Linked DNA regions of Ovis aries: region 1 is linked to region 2. Evidence: chromatin contacts called from public Hi-C data. All regions are on one chromosome and are shown on one strand. The core of a region is the stretch at or near the end of the contact, and the rest is flanking DNA. Distances in the headings are between cores, read along the strand shown.

Evidence for each region. A called contact is a pair of places that touch in the nucleus more often than the background predicts.
Region 1: a contact with region 2 is called in a Hi-C map of skin fibroblasts, with 2.7 times the contacts expected there. The contact joins the promoter of COMMD3 here to the promoter of DNAJC1 in region 2. A contact is called at or near these places in 3 of 16 Hi-C or Micro-C datasets (hypothalamus, mixed tissues and skin fibroblasts).

Annotation. Positions count from the first base shown.
Region 1 is chr13:22,838,124-22,840,823 of ARS-UI_Ramb_v3.0, forward strand. It overlaps COMMD3 (COMM domain containing 3), which reads left to right and starts at 1,278. Exons shown (of 8, transcript XM_004014219.6): 1 at 1,278-1,446. The coding sequence starts at 1,308. LOC132657616 (a long non-coding RNA gene) reads right to left here and starts at 1,131. Exons shown (of 2, transcript XR_009596035.1): 1 at 1-1,131.
Region 2 is chr13:22,562,551-22,565,250 of ARS-UI_Ramb_v3.0, forward strand. DNAJC1 (DnaJ heat shock protein family (Hsp40) member C1) reads right to left here and starts at 1,328. Exons shown (of 12, transcript XM_004014216.6): 1 at 834-1,328. The coding sequence starts at 1,061.

The DNA of each region.
Region 1 (2,700 bases), core at 28-2,527, 280 kb after region 2:
ACTCAATCTTCACTGATGCTAAATTATTCTATTTGCGTTCTGTTGTGAAATCAGGTGCTTTTTATCCATTGGTGCAAGGTTAAATGTTGACTGTATTCATTAGGAACTTGTTTTTCAAATAAGCACCTAAATTATGCCTTTGAAAGTGTTTCATGCTAAGTCTGTTTCAAATTATGCCTCCTGAAGACTAAAACATCTTCCTCCTTCCTTATCCCTCCTCTCCACCCAAAAGAATTTTAAATTCTTTTGATCAAAAAAACTCATAACCTACTTTGTTGTGCTTTTTTTTTTAAAAGAATCATTCTTGTTCTTCAACTTCGTAGAACTATAAAGGGGGAAGTTACTTTATACAATATTTGAAGTTTCAAAATTATGGGCATTCACTTCTAATACAGACTTTGCCATTCTTAACTGTATTGTACTAAGATAACTATCTGATATAAATATTTGAGGACTGCTTGACTAATTAAAACAGGACCCATAGATGTGAGCACAGTAGCATAAAATTTGTATCAGTTTCTTTTGGAAAGGTGTTTATTTGCAGCTGCATCTACTATTTTTTAATCATTTTGTCCAATGTGTTCGTAAATAAGGTACTATTCTCAGTCGTCGAAATACAGAACTTACACGCGCGCACTATATGAATGTATACGTGTTTACACCCACCCACCCCCACCCCGCCCCCCACGCAGAAAGGAATTAATTGCCGTATTCCAGAAATGACAATGAAAAAGGAGAAATAAGCAAGAATTATAATTAGTCGTCTACAGTCTCATTCACAAAAGGGCAGTGCTGGGGGTTAAGCAGTTGAGTTTAAAAAAAAAGCTCAAAACCAAAAACCAACCAGTTGCCTTAGACTGGAGCTTCCCGCAGCTTTCGCGCTGAGCGGGGCGCGGGGAAGGAGTAGCTCTCGGGGCCGGTGGGGACCGGGATCCCGACACCGTCACCACCACCCGCGGAGTCTTTCGGGAGCGCTCCCGCGGGCCCCGAAGGAGCCGGTGACAGTCCTAGGTGAGCGCCGAGCGCGTCCACAAAGCGCTCGGGCCGCCCCTAGCGCTGAGGCGCGGCGGCGGCGGGAACAGAAGGAAGGACGAGACGGAAGCGGCGGCGGCTGGCGGGCGGCCGGGGACGCGGGCCGGGACGCGGGCGGGGAGGCCGCCGCGGAGGGCCCGGGCGGTGAGGCCCGCAGCCCGCGCCGCCGCCGCCACCGCCGCCGCCGCCCCAGCCGCGTGCGCGCGCGGCCGCATCAGCTGAGCGCGCGGCGCGTGTCACGTGGTGCGCGTGTCGAAGGTCACGGCGCGCTCACAATGGAGCTCTCGGAGTTTGTGCAGAAAGGCTTCCAGATGCTGGCCGATCCCGGCTCCTTCGACTCCAACACCTTCACGCTTCTCCTCCGGGCGGCTTTCCAGAGTCTGCTGGACGCCCAGGCGGACGAGGCCGTGTTAGGTAAGCCGCTCGGCTCTGAGCTGGATCGGCCTGGGTGGAGGGGCGCTCGGAGAAGAGGAGCGAGACCGAGCGAGAAGGGGAAAGCCCCGGGAAGAGGAAGTCTTCGGGCTTTGCCCTTCGCTCCGGACGGAGTGTGGGGATGTGGTTCTGCTAGAACCCACAGCGAACCCAGATCATTGTTCTCTCCTCACTTGGCACCTGCACACCGCAAGCTACACTTTCCTGGTCTGATTTTCCCCTCTCAGGCTCTTTGTTCTTTTGTAAAGCCGGTGTTCAAGTCTTGTTTGTGGCCTAAACGTCTCAGGTTTTCACCCTGGTCTTGGGCAGACTGTTTGACACTTGGACTTCATCAGGGCAGCTCCCTGCGACTCAAGCTTTCAGTACTAGGCTGGCGAAGGTTTTAAAGGGTCTGCTTCCAGAGTAATTACTCGGTCAAATAGTGTTGACATTTTCCAGCTTAGAGAATACCTCAAGTTCCTCTGATCATTCCAACACCCTAGTTCAACATGTTTTGCACAGGTTCCACGCCCAGACTCTTAAAATGTGGTATATAATGTTCTGTTCCGCATCAGTTATCAGGAAGCAAGTCTGTTTTAAATGGTCCGGTCACTGCGGAGTGCGGTGTCAGTATGGATGGAGGCATATTTAAAGATAGATCGCTTTTAAATGATTTTCTTAATTATAAATATCTCAACAATTCAAATTTTTGTGTTTTTTTCCCTATAGATTCACGAGCTAAACGTGTACAAAAAGTATGAAAGTGGAAGTTCTTTAAACGAAAATAGTAACCACCACCTGGGTTAATCTCCAAAAAAAAAAAAAAAAAGACTATCGAAGCTTGAAAATATTTCGAACTCTTTCCTTCTTCTCCACCTCCATGTATTAAAGTCCGTGGAACCAGTTACCTACACTAAAATTAATCTTTAGAAGGAAAGTTTATTAATTCTTAAATTTACACCATGTAAAATATTTATCTTATTTTCTTCTCAACTTACTCCATTCACTTTAGAATGACCACTGTATATTTTACAATAGGACTTTTTTTTTAAGTATTAAGGTAAAATAAAATGAAGGTAATTTGACCAGGTAACAGCAGGATTATTGATGTGTGCTCTTCATTGTTATGCCATTGACCATATTGCTCATCTCATTTACGTAAAATTTCTAGTCCTTATAGTTGAATTCTTGTTATCTTGTTAGAGTTCTTCACCAAATGAAAATACCTTTTTAGAAACAGGACTATAAAGAATTTAT
Region 2 (2,700 bases), core at 78-2,577:
ACTCCCAGAGTGAAAGCAATCAGGAAAAAATAAAAAAAAGGACAAGTTCAAGTCGAGCTGAAGAAGGAAAGGAAACGAAATGAAAAAGAAAACGATCCTGTGCTACTGGCTGAGCTCCTCTTCCTGGAGCACCCCAAGTGTCTCTACTGCCCCAGCACTTGATGGCTCCTTCTCCGACTTCCCGAACAACACGGTAGAGGCTTCAAGCTCCTGCAGATTTCTAAACGGGGCTATGAATGCCTAATCCAACAGGCTACACACATTACAAAGTACAGTGCGAGAAAAACTTCTGCAACCCAGACGCCAACTAAAAGGCATTCCAACCTTTCCGGAAAGACAGGAAAGGAGGCTCTTAAAAGGATAAGGGTAAGTGGGAAGGTGAAAATTTACAGGGAGACACGACTACCTTTCCACAATCAGAGAGGCAGGAAGAGAAGGGGTTTAAGAGTCAAAGATCTACCCCCACCACTCCTCCTTCCTGCAACACAGGAGGGTGCAAGGATCTCCCCCAGAATGGCAGAGGAAAGAGAAGGGATCCTCACCCCAGGCTGGTGGCACCGTCCAGCCTGTCACGGAGACCGGAACTTGAGAAGGGAACCCGGGCGGTGAGGGACTGGGGAAGGCAGGCCGTTCCCTCTGAGGCAGGTTAGAAGACCGTGGTCAATCGGACAGAGGACGGCAGCCGAGCCCAGGACGACCAAGTCTTGCCCCGCGAGCCGGGCTCCCTCGGAGAAAACCTGGTCAGAGCCCGCCCCACCCCCTCCTTTCCGCCCCGACCTGCAAGTTTCTGCCCGAGAGATGCAGCCTTCGAGCGAGCGGGCGGCCCCACTTACCTGCTGCACCCCGAGGAACTGGTAGAAGTTGAGCTGCACCTCCTCCACCAAGTCAAATAACTCCAGGTCTCCGCTCTCCCAGCCGTGCGCCGGCCCCGCGGCCGCCAGCAGCAGCAGCAGCAGCAGCAGCAGCGGCGGCGGCGGCGGCGGCCTCGGCGGCGGGAACGGCACGAGTCCCGGCCGGCGGCGCGGAGGAAGCCGGGCCAGCCGGGAGCAGGGCGCTGTCATCGCGCCGGGCTCTGAGAGGTCAGCCGCCGCGCAGAGCCGTCGGCCGAGACCCGGGGACGTGGCGGGCAGAGCAGACTGTGGGAACACTGCTTGTCAGTCAGAAGCACGGGCAGCCGCCCCGGAGTCTCCCGCCCAGCGCCCGGTCCTGGACAGAAGGCAGGGGCGGCGGAAGACGGCGGACGCTTCGTCCAGTGAGAGCGCGGACGGAGCCGCGGGCGGCCCTACCCGCCGCGGACCCTCACCCTTTACCCAGGCCTACAAACAGCTGGCGAGCCAGCGCCGGGCGTTTAGGTAGCTCGCCGAAAGGGGGAGAGGCTTCCCCTCGCCTCAGCCTATCCCAGGCCTCGCTTCCGGTGACATCACGTCTCCTAGCAACCGCGGGAGAGGAGGCGGGGCCGGAAGTAGGGTAGCCGGAGCCCCAGACCTGGGCCTCAGCAAACCGCTTCTCTCCGCGACTATTGGCACAGATTAAGGGACGTGAACGGTTACAGACATCGCGCATCTATCTGGAACGTCCCACGCATCCGTGAAACAGCTACCTTCTTATCCTCCCCCAGATATTGAAAACTAAAAGCATATTTGAAAACTGAATTTTTGATTACAGCCTCTGTTTCATACATTTCATTATTCCATCCCCAAAAATACAGGAGGAATTGAACCCAGGGCTTGAAAGGGGCAAATCTAGTGAGCAGTCTAAAGTTTCCTTTTAAGAGAGGTGAAGAAGAGATAAAATTTGAACCAAGACAAAAAGTATACTTCTAATAATGAAATAATATTTACAGGCATAATACTACAAAATAGACAACCAGGTAGAAAGTAATAAGCATGACAGACATTCAAAATCTTAAGGGTAAGTGAAGCTTATCCACGTTAGCCCATTGACAATTGGTGCTCTTTTCCCAGTTGTCTATTATTAAAGACATTTAAGCTAAAAACCTTCTCTCTTTTCCACCAATGTCTCATTTCCTATTCTTTTTATCCCCTCACCACTATTGCTTTCTTTTGTGTGAAGCTTATTTTCTTCTTAGCTTTCTCACATTTCTCCTCCCTGACTCCCTACTCTTGCTGAGGAAGTAGAAGGGAACAAATAAATCCTTGAATAACTCAGGATGCTTTAGCAGTTTTGAGAGTTTTATCTCCTTTTTCTCATTTTGGATCCCACCAGTTGAATTAAGCTCAATAGGATAATAATAAAACTTTCATAGTAAAAAGTGTTGTGTTTGACAGAGGTTAGAAGAACAGTATCCAGGAGGTAAATCTTACTTAAATCCTTTTATTACTGTAGAGTTTAAAAAATATTTTTAAATAGTTATGAATGCTTAAAAATAATACAATATAATGCTTGAATTAATCCTATTTTAAATTCATAGTGAGGCTTAACTTTCAAAGATACAAGAACAGGGGTATCTTAGTACTCAAGGGCTGCTCAAACCCTCTTCAAAGGCTGCTCAGTATACCACAAACTGGATGTCAGCATGGTCAAGTTCTGGTGAGAACCCTCTTCCAGGTTTCATAGGACTTCTTTCTTATACCTTCACATGGTGGCAGTGTGGGGGAGGGGGACAGAGATCTAGTGTTTCCTCTTATGCAGAAAGCGAAGAACTAGAGAGCCTCTTGATGAAAGTGAAAGAAGAGAGTG